Linked DNA regions of Gossypium hirsutum: regions 1 and 3 are each linked to region 2. A link is a contact called in public Hi-C data. All regions are on one chromosome and are shown on one strand. Each heading gives the region's core, a stretch centred on a gene start, on an enhancer-like site or on the middle of the called end of the contact. The rest is flanking DNA. Distances are from core to core; before and after follow the strand shown. Region 1 holds the start of LOC107896790 (F-box/kelch-repeat protein At3g06240). Region 2 holds the start of LOC107896785. Region 3 holds the start of LOC107896778.

Region 1 (4,832 bases), core at 1,092-3,591, 170 kb after region 2:
TTATTAACATTTGGATAACTTATTTTATTTTAAACTTTTTCAATAAAATTTTAATTGATTATTGAAATATTGCTTTAATTTTTATTCCACTAATCAAAGAGCATTGGTTATAAAAAAAAAGCAAAAGAAAAAAAAAAGGATGGGTTAAAATGATTTCTGCCTTTGTGGTTATAAAAATTTCCCATATCCCATGTTTGAAAATAATTGAATAAATTAAACATGTTATATTAAATTTGAAGTTACAATTTAGTGTATTACAGCATTTCAATGTATTAATTAATAAATAATTTTTATTGGAATTTTGACACTCATATTTTAATTGTGAGATTTTTTTTTTGTTTTCTTCTTTCTCCTTTTTTTTACAATAATTTTTAAAAAGAATTTTACAAATTTTTTGGATAAGATTTTACAATAATTTAGAAAATAAAAATTTTACAATATTTTTAAGTAGTATAAAAAAGACTTTTAAAACATAATAATGAATTACATACTTGAATATACCATTATTAAATAAAAATTAGTAAATACTCTTAGATAGTAGAAGTAAGAGTTGAATACTTAGTCAAAAAATCTAAAATTTAAAATTATAAAATGAAATTTATTTCAAATCAATAACCCAAAAATATTAACAATAGAAATATTAAACATGTACTTTACAATTTTAATTATTTCAAAATAAATTTATAATTGAACACAATAAGTAGAGAAGAAAGTGAGTTATTGAATTGATGGTTAATCTAATTGAGATTGAAGAGAGGGAGTTTAGTTTTGCTATCATTTATGTGGTGTCACTTTAACATAAAAATAGTTTTTTTGGAATGTTCAAGAAATATTCATATTCACATTCATTTTATCCAAGTTATAGTCTGGTGACTCTATCTACTTCCAATGGTTGCTTTCAATAATCAGTTTTGTTAAGAGATTATCATGAGTTGTGGAGTATGGTGATTGGAAGGGATTTTTATGAGATGATGACCTGAGTTTTCATGAATTATGGATTGTTTCATATTGGAGGTTGATATGTTTGTATCAGATTTTTACCTTTTTGTCATGCTTCTATTTTCTGTTTATCAATGCTATCAAGTTTAGTGTTCTTTTTGTATTTTCAACTATTTCTTGACCAATTTTGATTTACTTATTTGCTCTTCAAGGATTACTATGTAATGTATGCTATCCCTATTCTTGATTTTTTTTTTGTTTAGTAAAAAATAAAAGACTGGGGTTATATTCCTAATATCTTAGATATTTTTAATTGGTTAATATATGATGTTAGTCTCTGAATTTTGTCAAATTTTGAGATTTAATCTATGTACTTAAAAAATAAAAAATTAGGTCTTCGTATTTTTTTATTTAAAAAGTCAGAGTCCAATCATTAAAATCTTAAATATTTTCTGTCAAAATTTATCAACTTAGAATTTTGATTAGGTTGTCCTTATATGACATAACATATGATTGATTTTAAATAAACATGTTAAATTAATGAATTTTGACAAAAACTACAATAACGGTAATGATTAAATTAGAATTTTTAAATTAAAAAAATATCAAGATTGAATTTTTAACTTTTAAAGTAGACACGCCAAATCTCAAATTATATATAAGTACAGGACTAACAAAATACTTTAACCTTTTCAATTTACGGATATGGCCATTATTGTGCTAATCCTACCCAGGACAAGCTCTTGGGTTTTGAGAATTACCAGAGGGCTCGGCCAGGCCCATCATTGTAGTCCAACAACATTGACCGTAGTTCAACTTTAAGTTAAATTTAGTTATTAGTCGCTGTACTTTATAAAAGTTATGGATTTAGTCTATATACTTTAATTTAGTTATTTTTAACCCTTTTACTTTTTAAATTTCAAACCTCATCAAATGATAATTGTTAAATTCATTAAGTTATGCTATTTTCAAAATATGATGCGACAAACATATTATCATATGTTTAATGTCATATCAGCTAATTATTTTCGCATATTATTCATTAAAAATATAATTAATGGATTAAAAATTGTATTTTGCATAAAGATTGAAATTTCAAAATTCAAAAAGTATAAGGACTTAGAATGATTAAATTTGAGAATATGAACTAAATTTACAACTCTAAATGAGTAGTAATTGAATTTAACCAAGTAAATTTAATTGCTACTTTTTGAAAAGGAGTAGATTTGATCAATTTAAAACTACAAAAATTAAAATTGATCAAATTAAATTTTAATGACTGAATCCATAACTTTCATAAATTACAGGGACTGTAATAGCATAATTTAACCTTCACTTTCTTTCACATCTTCAACATTGTTTTGTAATTGTTATATACCAAATAAGAAAACGTGTAATGTTACTTGTTATAGTTTTGCCTTCTTTTTTCTATCTTAGTTCACATTGTTTTCCCCCAAAAGAAATCATTCATCAAAAGACAGAGGAAATAGATAAGACAGAGAGGGAAGATGCCCGAAACAAGAGTTGAGGTACCAGAAATGGTGATGTTGGAGATTCTGTCAAAGCTTCCAGTTAAATCCTTGACACGTTTCAGGTGCGTTTGTAAGCCTTGGTGTTCATCTTTTCAAACCCCTCACTTCATTACCAAACATCAGCAAAACAACCTCCACAACAACAACCTTAATCTCCTCCTCAAACGTTGTCAGGGTAACACCCATGATGACATCTACTATTTATCTCAACTTTCAACTGAGAAAAGCCAAAACTTTTCGGTACAACACAACATTCACTTACCCTTTTTCGAGGATTGTTGGTATGCCCCAGTGGTTTCAGGTCCTTGTAATGGATTATTGTGTTTACATGATGCTGATAAGGTTGCCCTTTGGAACCCATCAACTAGAGAGTTTAAAACTCTCCCTCAATCCACAGTCCAACGCCCTCCTTTAGTAGATTCCACTAGTTTTGGTTGCGTTGGTATTGGGTTTGATTCTCAAAGTGGTGACTACAAAGTGGTAAGATTTGTTACTAATTATTTTGAAGAGAATGAAGATGAAGGGTTAATGGGTGATTGGAACCACCAAGTTGAGTTATATTCACTTAAAAGCGATTCATGGAAGGAGATTTCAGTTCCCGGGGTTCAACCTTATGGATCTCCTTTGTTTAATAATTACGTAAATGGGTTTTATTATTGGCAGGCAATTGGGGACTCTGATTACCTTATTCTCTCATTTGATATGGTCAATGAAAAGTTTTCTACTTTACCATTGCCTGAATTTGGTGGGTCTTTAGCTAAATACTATTTGGAACTTTTGGACTTCAATGGACTGCTTGGTGCTATTGTTTACCCAAGGGAAGGGACTGACAAATCTTTTGATTTGTGGGTTATGAATGGATCATGGACTAAACAATTCAGAATTGACTCTCTTCCTGGAGTTGAGAGGCCTTTGGGGTTTTGGAAAAATGGTGAATTGTTTCTCGAGAGCTCGGATCATGAACTCGTGTTGTTTGACCCCTCCACGCGAGAGCTTAAAAGTCTTGATATCCATGCTTATCAGGAAACGATGCAGATTATTGCTTATGTTGAGAGCTTGGTTCCAATCAATGGAAGATCAGAGCGCGAGGAACTTATAATACGTCGGCCGGCTGGAGACGCATCGAATTGATATTGAATATGAAAATGGATGGGGACTACAACAAAAGAGGTAAGATTTCATGGGATTTGCTCTCTTGATATGCAGTTTATGTCGACTATATTGTCTTTCTCCAAAACTGCTGTTATTGTTCGTTCTATACGTAAGCCAAAGATGTTAGCCTCTGCCTTGTCTGTATTTTTTTTGGTTGGTTCAGTGAATTTGCTAGATTTCTGCCTAGAGAATCAATTAGTTGTTAACTCTTCTCTGCAGATCTAATAACCTGCAGATACGATCTGCAGGTGCATATACATGCTGGATATGGTGTGCTTTTCGTACACGAATTGTTGTTTAGAGAGCTAGATGTCTCGAATCGATGAATGTAATTTGATGTTGAACAATAGGAACTATTATGATGATGATCATGACTTATTGTCAGTACTTTTAGATCCAAATGAAACAGTGTAATTAGCTCAAATAATTTTGTTTTTCTAGGAATCCACTGAATACAGATTGCTTGTCTGTGTTTTTTCTTCCACTTTTATTACAATTTCCATTCCCAATTGCTTGCCAATGCAACTTGGGGCAGCTTCTACTATCATGAATCATTATCAGCTAGTTTCTCATTTTTGCAGTGGTGTTGATGTATGCTTTTTGGACTAGAGTGTGTGTTGGGTACAGGTATGATCAATGGTTTTTAATGTATTTGGAGGATCATATTCTCATGCCCATATCTGGAAATCTAACACGAATGCTAGATATGGGTGCTTAAAGAAAACTGAGATGTTGGAGCAAAATTGGTAGTGATATGATAGTCCTCATGGCACCACTGTTAACTTATTACCTAGATTGGTGATCGTCCGTATCTAAAATGGTGCCTAACACTAGTTACGGATGCTTCAAGAAAAATGAAAAGTACAGAAGGAATCTTATGAGCTAGGTTGCTCTACTGTTCATTTATTTCGCGTAGTCCATATTTTTATTCAACATAAATTCGAACATGAATACACGACAATGACCCTTCAAGGATGAAACTTCCAAATATTTGAAAAACTTCAAAATTAAATCTATCTGTATCGAAGTACTTAAATTACTCAAATATGAAAGCATATGATATAACGGGGAAGAGATTGGATAAAGCAGATAATTAAGGTGAGGGCTTAAATTTCAGGTTTTCTATATATTCAGGGAAGCCGGGGTTCTTCATGATTCTTGCATGTCAGTGATTCAAGGATTATGTGTTTATTTTATTATAATTATCAT
Region 2 (4,884 bases), core at 154-2,653:
ATGTCAGTCAAACTTAAAAAAAGTTTTTGAATATATATATTTATTCTTAGCTCGATTGGCATGGGTATTGTTGTTTATGCAAGAGGACATAAGTTTAAATATACTGAAGCGCATTATTTTCTTATTATTTATGAGTTGGGAAAGAGTTATGAATAATTCTAGATATTATGTCAAATAAAATAGATATGATCAGATCCTATAAAGATAAAATCTCGACAGTTTCTTAATTAGTGTTAAGAGAGATTATAGGTGTTAGATCAAAATTAGGACAATATCAATATACATTAGAATTGTTACTTGAACAAGACACCCTCTAGGACAATATATCTTCTTATATTTTCAGATTGCAACTTTTATTTTTTTTATTTTTTTATTTTTTGTAAAAAATAAATTGTAAATGATCTTAGCAACGATTTTTGGACGATCAAATGCATACTTTCTGATCAGGGTTTATGTATTTTCTTTTTGGTATTAAGGGTCTATGCTGTTCTTTAGTTACAAATTTACTATCTATATCTACACTTACTGTATAAATATCTCCTGAGTTGACGTCACCAATTAAATAAGTGAAAAAAATTAATATACCTTTTTTTTTTTTAATGATAATTAATATCATACCTAGTGTCGCATGATTTAGTATAAATATTACATAATGGATTTCAGGTAGGCAAGATTGGATTGGAATTTCTTACACAAGCCATAAGGCTCAAACCATTGACTTAACTTAGCTTATTGGATCAAATCAAGTAAAGATATAGGCCCACTAAGCAAAGCACTTAGTGGACAAATGTGCAAAAGAAAACTGCTGAGTCTGCAGATTTTGAACATTTCTTACTCAAATCAAAACTGCATGAAAATCAGGGGCATTTTAACTAACACCCTTGTATGCAAACTTGCCGAGCTGATCTCAACAAGTTTTCAAAATCAATTCAATTTGGGTAGAATTGGCAACACCATTCCTATCTATTCTATGAGCAACATTGTTCACAGCAAAAACAGACAATCGATACTAAAACAGGTGATAATTCATGAGAAATGTTTGAATTGATCCGAGCAATGTAGCAGCATTCGGATTACATGCAGAAAAGGAAAAAAGAAAGAGAGAAAAAGGTTTACCTTGTGTGAGAGTTCTTAGGATCTTGCATGAACAAAGCAAGGTGAAGAGCGATGAATGAAAGAGGTGAGCAAAGATGAGAAAACAGGGAATTTTCATCTGTGTGTTGAAAGAGAAAGAGGTGAAAAATACAAAAAAATAAAATAAAGGCTTTTTGGCCTTCAAGTTGAAGGGATGAGTCTGAAAGGCATGGGAGAGTTGGTAATGTGATGTGCCCTTCTTTTCTTTTCTTTATTACGAACACTCTTTGCTTTTCATTTGGCAGCCATGATTTCAACTGATTTCTTTCTCTTTTTCTTAAGAGAGAGAATCTCAATTTTTAAAGGCAAAGTTTCATTGTGACTACTTTTTAATGCAATTACTCTATTACCCCTTCATGCCACTTTACAACCTTGTAAAATTTGTGCTCCCTCTATTTTTAATATTTTTCGTCAAAATTTGTCAAATTAACATTATGACAATAGATGTATTGACAAAAAATAAACATATTAAATTAATAAATTTGACAGAAATTAATAATATATATAATGATTGAATTAAAAATTTTAAATTAGAACAGTAGGAGGATTGAATTTTTTAACCTTTAAAGTATAAGGACTAAATCTGAAATCCTGCATAAGTACAAGGACTAATATGACATTTTGACCCACGTCATATCAAGTTAAAGTTTGGATTGTGATCGAATTTTAAGACGAACATTGTATATTTACGTATAAAGGAGCTCTTAATTTTAATTTCTTTATGATTACAAGTGTTCTAATTTATAATATTGAAATATTATTCTTTTGATCCTTTACATTTGAAAACATTTTACGATCTAAAGTCAGTAAATGGTATACTTTAATCATTTTTAACCTTTTAACAAAATGGAATACTTATATTTTTGATCCCTCTCAAAAATTAATAATTTAATTTAAACTATTTTCATATAACTTTTTTTTTAGTTTTGATCGGATCACAGATAAAACAATTTCATATTAATCCAAAAGTGGGTTGTAAAGTAAATCATAATTATAAAGGAAGGGAGCATTCAGTATAATCATGTATAATTATAGCAAGTGAGAGATTGTTTTAGTTGAAGACATGCATGCATGGCCTTTGTTACCAGAAAACATAAATCAACTCTTTTTGGTTAGGTTTCATATTTCAACCTAACTATGAATTTTAGCAAATTGAGATCAACTATTTTCCAAGTTGAAGACCAATAATTTTGTTGTTTCCTTTCCATATTTCTTTTACATAAACAATGATTAAATATCCCAATTTTATTATTTTAAGTTCTAATTAACCGACCTACTATTAATATTATAAAAATAAAAAAATCAAATTTGAATATAATAAAAAATAATTAAAATGGATATTTATAGACAAAATAATAGACTTTTTTTATTATTTATTTATCATGTTCACTCTATGATTTATTTTTGAGATTCATAAGTACTATTTTCAACTACATTATCCCTCAAATTTAAACATGTATTTTTCCTTACTACTGCTTTTATAGTGTTGGTATGGATTTGACTTTGATTAGCCTTTTCATAGCAGTCTTTAATGGAGTATATATTGTAATATTGTAAAAGTATGAGCCTTAAAATTGAGATAAATTTTTATATGCCTAAAATCCACCAAAATGGTGGGCTTTGTTCTTTTATGGTAAGTAGTATATAGGTATTATATTATTAATTGTACTTTGTGAATAAGATATAGATTAATGTTAGAATGGACGGCCATGGCATCATGATTCAAATGTGGGTGGTGTTATATCAGAAACTCCAAAAGCTGCTGCAAAAGGGAGACATTATGATTGGGGATGTCTGGATTAATTACACATTCTCTTTCTACATCTTTCTTTATCAAACTCCATTAATTTATCTATCATTTTCTCATGCAAAATTGATCTATTATGTTCCAAAGAAGAATAATGTAATAGATTCATGTTGAAGTCAAAATTTGATGTGGAGGTGGCCATAAAATTATAAAATTTTAATATTAAAGTTTTGATTAAATCAAGGCACAAAGGAGAGCTTTACATGATGGAGTGGAGTGGAGTAGTTACTGGTTTCAATTATATATATTTCCATTATCACATTGAGTTGATACCCATAAAAGAGAAATGGAAAGCATTTTTCATTTATGTGTAGAGGGGGATATGATATGATATGATCTTTCCATAAGACTGACAAAATTTCTTTTTTACAGGGTCAAAAGATACAACTCTCACTCATCTTTTGCTTTTCTTTTTTCTACAATATTTGTAGACCCGCCTTTCAAATCGTTTTCTACTAAGACCACCCCCACCATGGAAGAAAAAAGTTAGTAGTCTTGGGAAGCTTTACTGAACTTAATAAAGTGAAAATGTCAATCTAATATTATTATTTGTTAACAAAAATTAGATATTATTGATAAATCTTACACCCTTCTAAGTTTTTCATTCTTCAGATTTATAGATGATAATATTCCGACTCTTCATTTTTAATACATACTCAGACATGGTTAGGTTTACAATAATTTTCGACTACAGTGAGTAATTGAGCTCATTTGCTACAGCCATTAAACAGATTGAAGCAAATAAGAGGAACTGACTTCAGTCATTTAATCAGATCAAAGTTCATTGCAAATTTGAGATGGAGAGGTAGCTCACAGTGTCAACAAACCATGATCACTAAACTGTAGATTAGAATTTTGACCCCATGAACACTGTTGGTTGAAGCTAGTTTATCAGAAACTACAACTTAGTGGATCCATAAAATCAAGGAGTTCTAGTTACAGTGCCTATTGAGTGCTCTTAGTGATTGGTTAGCAAAAAGAGTGTTGAGCCTACTAAGCTTAGTGAACCATCAGAATTCCAAAAATGAAGTCATTGGCTATTATCAGGCTCACCTGACTGTTTCCTGCTCCAACCACCTGAACCAGCTTTACGTTCCCCTCGCTTTCGTTTTCTCTTAGGGAAACAGATGTCTGCAGCTAGGCATTGTCTCAGAGTTGTTTGCTCCTGAGACACCACGTTTTTGGTTGCATGATTAGGTTCTGATGTCAGAATGCGGGAAGGATTGGTGCTCTCTACTTCTTCGACTTTCTCAGTTTGATGCTGTTGCTTTATAGACCGACTGTTTGTTGTCATTAAAACTTGTTTGTCTCCAGCATTTCCTTCGTTCTGTATCAGAACATTTTCCACAATCTGCAAAATACATAGTATCGTAATGAACAAATCCTCATATATCCAGGGGAAAGAAAATGCAGATCAGTTAAGCTTACATCTTCGCACGAGTCTACGAGTTGCGGCTGATGGCAGGTAACTTCAGCAGATGACAATAATCCAACTGTGCTTTCGATTATATCTGGGACATGGAAAGCCTCTCCATAACTTGAAACAGCACTTGCAGGCATAACCAAATCTCCAACATATTCGGAAATCTGCTGAGTTGTGTTACACGCAGGTCCAACAGATATTGTGTCTCCATTTCCAGCCGAAAATGTAGGGCTAGGAGCGGAGCTGGTTTGAGCATCACAAGCAGCAAGGAGGCTCAAATTCTCAGAGGAAGAAAACTTCGAAGCATTTTTGGACATCACCTGATCAAGTTGACTCCTGAGTTTTTGAACCTTAGCATGCACAATTTCAATCTTCCTAAGGACTTGCTCCAAGGAATTATTTCCATCTCTGAACTCGAAAAGCAATTGATCATTATTAACGTCGAATTTATCATTGCGCTCTGTATCTTGGTCCATATTGGCTGCACCAATTGCCAAAGACAACTTCATAGTCAAAACTA
Region 3 (4,655 bases), core at 729-3,228, 140 kb before region 2:
TTTAAATTTCTAAACTACGAAATTCAGGATTGCCACAGCCTTGAAAATTGCACATCAATGTTGTTAAATAAAAAACCCTAAACCCTAATATGAAAAGAAAAGAGATGGAAATAGACACATGGCAACCCTTCCACCTCTTTTGCTAACACCATCTTAGCACTCATGGTAACCATGGCCTCCTTAGGATTTGTAAGGTTGGTCACCACTGTTTCCATTGTCTCTAAAGTAGGTACAAGTGCATTGGCGCCTGATGGCTTCATTTTCCATGGTATGGTAAGCTTATCTAGTGAAGGCAAAGTAGAAATTCCCCCAATTTCCTTCTGCATATATTCCATAACATCATCAGGTCAACTAGTGTTTTCGTCAACCCCAACTGCAAAGTGCTTTGATTGGTCCAGGGTGGTTGTAGCTGTACATTTTATTTTGAATACCACAGTGAGCATTTCAAAATACAATCTAACGTGGATATACAGTATAATTTCTATTTTTTAATACTTTAAATTTAATAATAATGTCAATTTAATAATGTAATTAACACTAAAGATTTTAGTCTGTTTAAAAGGTTCAATAAACTCATGCTTCTTCTTTTTTTCTATTTTAAACTAAAATTATAAATTTGTTAATGATATTACTTAATGGGCCAATATTAAGGCCCACGTTGTTTTGCTTGCCCAACCATAACCATCCCAACCTATTCCTTGGTTTCGTTTACCTTTCAAATCTGCCCAACCATAGTTTTTTTCTATTTAGTCGTGTCAGTCACGTTGGGCTTTACCCTTTATTGTAATTTACCAAAATGAGTTTTTTTTTTTACTTTTTATTTGTAAATGATATTAATTAATGGGCCAATATTAAGGCCCACGTTGTTTTGCTTGCCCAACCATAACCATCCCAACCAAATCCACGCACCACCTATTCCTTTACCTTTCAAATCTGCAGCATTTCCTTTCTGTTTTCTCCTCTGTATTCAGGTTAAGATAATAAAAAAAACCCATCGGTGCTTTGGGATTTTCGGGTAAGCTTCCGCTCTATCGCTGTTTTTTTTTTTAGTTCTTTATTATGTGTTACTTTAAAAAGGAAAGAAATTGCTTGGTCAAGTTGAAAAGTGTGAGAGAAAGATTGCTGTTTAGCAGAACTTGGAGGAACCACTTATCTGTTTTAAGACTTTGGGTTGATTTTATATGAATTTAATTTGTTTTCAGTGGTATGAGAAATGGGTTCTTCTTGGATAGTTGATTGCTGGTTACTATTGTTATGATTTGTTACAAATATTCGTTTGATTTAATGATTGTTTAAAGGATGAAGTATGAACAATGCCTGTTTTTGTTGCTATGAACTTTTTGCTTGAAATCAGTATTATTTGTGTTTGAATTTTGATGCCTTATTTGCATTTTCTGTTTAATAATCTAAACATCACTTGTTGTTACCAAACTGCTTAGCCTTTTGTTTCCAGAACCAAAAAGCACCAAGTTATCTGTTGATATCAAAGCAAGTTGTATTGTTTTGAATAATAAAAAATTGAAACTATATATATCTTTTAGAAAATGAATTGCATGATTTTACTTCATAAGGAACAATGGAATTACTGTTGCATTTTAATTGGTTATATATTTTTTATTTGGAGAAGGGGATTAAAATCTTGTTCTTTCTGTAGGGATCATGCTGTGACTCAGCAATGAAATTTCAAAAATAAATCAACATGATGTGCTAGATAATTTGTTTTTTCTTCCTGTTTGTTAATTTATAATCATGTATCACGCAATAGAAGATTCCTCAAATTACTGTAATATAATATTGGGATTTTTTTGGATATTTCCTTCTTCTTTTTTCACGTTTTGTTGCTTTCCATCGCCTTGCCGAAGAACCATATAGGCTAATAGAGTTAATTTCTAAGGGAGCATGTTTTTGTACTCCTTTTTTCCCCATTTCCAAGTGGAGTTTTGGAAGATAGTAGACTAATAGCTTGGTGAATTTCAGCTTGGACGGTATTAACACATTGGACCAATTTTCTGCTTTGAGATGGCTGGACTATTTGCTTATGGCAGCCTTGCACCAAAGACTAAGAATATGGTAGTCGCGGGGGGTTTGACAGCATTTGTATTTGGTGTATATTTCTATACTATGAGAGCTGTTGGAGGTACAGATGAGCTTCAGGTGGCTATAGATAAGTTCGAGGAGCTGAAAAAGCAAGAGGGGAAGTGAAGCATGGGATCAAAGCCTTGATCTCATTAGCCTTTTTTGTGACAATGCAGTCAAGAACTAGGTAAAGGTCATTTATATGACAGACAAAATAATGTGTTTAAAATCTGTGTTTTGAAAACTATTTGTCTTTGTTTGTTATACATTATATTGTAGTTGATAATAATAAAAACTTATTACTAGTTTTCCCTTGGCTGTATTCTTTAAGTTTTTATCATGTTACGACCTTTTGTGATGACAGCACTGGTTATTGTTGGAGAAGCTCAAACCCTAATTTTTTTGTGTGTTTCTGATGTTGTTGCCCCTATAGCAACCAGCCAATGACCTTTCTCTGGACGGGTCCAAAGGCAAGCGCGGGCACTTGTATAGTTTAAAAACTTCATCCCATTGGTTATTTTTCATTTATATTTTGTATCTTGGAAGGTTTGGTTAACCTGTAGTAATACTTTTTACTGCTTAGAACTGTAGGCAGCCATTCTGATGTGGAGATTTGTCACTTTACTTTTCCATTTGCTTGAACATTCCAGGAAACCATAATTGTTCCTTGACATGTCCTGATGGTTCCTCCAGTTGAAAACAGTAATGCATTAACTTTATCATAATTAAATTCGATTCGGTAGTTTGATCCTAGTAAAGCAATTCTAATGATTTCTAATAACCCGAAATAAAAACGACCCAAATATTTGTTTAATCAAAATTAATCTGGTCGAAAATAAGTTGACCTGTCGTCTAGTCAACCTTTAATGGTGATTGGTTTTAAGACTTGATGGCCAAAAGCAATCCCTAAAAAATAATGGAAAACAGCATCAGTCCACAAGAGAAGATGATCATCAGCATGTGAAAACCTTCATTTCTTACATCAGTTGTTGACACCTTCGTAGACTTGTCTATCAGCGGCCTCATTTTGCCCAAGCATCACCATCGACAAATTCCTCAAAAACCCCTTCAAACTCATTACCCTTCCCCCAGTTGTGTCGTTGCTAAGGGAGCCCTCCATGGCGATCTCGAGAAGATCATGCAAGCCTTCCGTCTTGGTGGCCTAATTGATGGGTCCAATTATTGGTTTGGTGTGTCTACCACCGTTGTTCAAATAGGTGGTGTGCTCAAGATCCTTTATTTCTAAAAGATGTTGAAGCATGAAGCTGTTAAAAATGGTGGGCAAACTGATAACTTTGAATGGCAATCATGAGATAATGAATGTTGAAGATGATTTTAGGTAGGTAACTATAAAGAGTTTGGAGGAAGTCATTGTTTGGGCTTATTGGTATGGTGTTGGGAACAGATGAAGAGTTTGTGTCGTGGGTTGGAAATGCCTTTCCAGGGGATTCCTTCATCGATATTTCATGGCATGCTTGAAAAGTTTTGTCATAGTTTCAGAGCTAGAACTGCTACACTGAGACCTAATGGTCCAATTTCACGTAGATTATTGGCTGATAATGCGACTTTTTAATGGTAGGAGATTTTGTGTTGGTCCATGGAGGGGTTTTAAGAAACATGTGGATTATGGGTTGGAGAGGCAGATGTTGACAGGAAACGAGGGCTTGGACTGTTGATACCAGAACATAGTCCAGTACAAGTCGAAGGGAAAGCTTGGAAGTTTCGAGTATCTGAGCTACCAAAAGCTGCTGCCTCGTTAAGTACTGCATCGATATTCGTTTTCCGGAAACATAATGAGTTATGAATTTCTTGAATTTCAGTCTTGGTTTTATAGGATACGTGTGTAGCGACTTGATCGATACAAACACTTGCTTAGCAATTTTAGGTATTGATCAATTTGTTTGACTTTGTCGTCGTCGTATTTATGTAAGGTTAGTATCGTTTTGTTGCCTGGATACTGTAATGGCAGCGACGAAGGATCACAAATCTTAAGCCTGGATTGCCATAGCTGTTGTTATACATGATATGGTTGCAATTTTCTATGGTAACATTCATTACCTCCCTTACAAGTTCTTAGTTTTTCATTGTATATAGACTTGTGTCAAGTGATCCTCTTCAAAGCTTTATTGATCATATTTTACACTGCATTCCAATCTAAATATCAAAGGTATATAACAAAAATAGAAGTTCGCCCGATAAAGGCCATTTTAGGAGGCAATTTTGTTGATAGCTAAATCTTGATAATGAGTTCATTTTTCTCAGTTACCAAACACTAAAAAATAACTTGCATGCAGATGAAAAATTTGAAAAGGAATTTCTTATTGCTTGTTTTCCGATTTCGAGAATGTTCCAAGTCAAATCCAACTTGATTATTCATAACAAGCTGAACTTAAATAACCCTAACAAGCAAGCAAAGTGTAATATATTAAATTAAAATGTCAAAACTCCCAAACTCAGAACTCAAACCAAAAGTCATCAAAACCAGACTCAAATTCACCGAATCTATATCAAAACATTAAAACCCAATTGACCAACCCAATTCATGGAAGCATAAGTCTGTATATAACTGATCGGAAATC

Evidence for each region. A called contact is a pair of places that touch in the nucleus more often than the background predicts.
Region 1: a Hi-C map of hypocotyl shows a contact between it and region 2, with 4 times the contacts expected there. The contact joins the promoter of LOC107896790 here to the promoter of LOC107896785 in region 2. A contact is called at or near these places in 6 of 34 Hi-C or Micro-C datasets (anther, callus, hypocotyl and 2 more).
Region 3: a contact with region 2 is called in a Hi-C map of leaf, with 4 times the contacts expected there. The contact joins the promoter of LOC107896778 here to the promoter of LOC107896785 in region 2. A contact is called at or near these places in 15 of 34 Hi-C or Micro-C datasets (anther, callus, hypocotyl and 3 more).

The regions. Positions count from the first base shown.
Region 1 is chrA10:81,550,231-81,555,062 of Gossypium_hirsutum_v2.1, reverse strand. LOC107896790 (F-box/kelch-repeat protein At3g06240) reads left to right here and starts at 2,341. Exons shown (of 2, transcript XM_041078879.1): 1 at 2,341-3,641; 2 at 4,205-4,592. The coding sequence starts at 2,448. The coding sequence ends at 3,602.
Region 2 is chrA10:81,719,076-81,723,959 of Gossypium_hirsutum_v2.1, reverse strand. It overlaps LOC107896785, which reads right to left and starts at 1,403. Exons shown (of 2, transcript XM_016822055.2): 1 at 1,117-1,403. The coding sequence starts at 1,145. LOC107896786 reads right to left here. Exons shown (of 6, transcript XM_016822057.2): 5 at 4,370-4,845; 6 at 3,698-4,292. The coding sequence ends at 3,972.
Region 3 is chrA10:81,857,971-81,862,625 of Gossypium_hirsutum_v2.1, reverse strand. It overlaps LOC107896778, which reads left to right and starts at 1,978. Exons shown (of 1, transcript XM_016822051.2): 1 at 1,978-2,388. The coding sequence starts at 2,020. The coding sequence ends at 2,202. It overlaps LOC107896777 (stearoyl-[acyl-carrier-protein] 9-desaturase, chloroplastic), which reads right to left. Exons shown (of 3, transcript XM_016822048.2): 3 at 4,634-4,655. It also overlaps the pseudogene LOC121208034.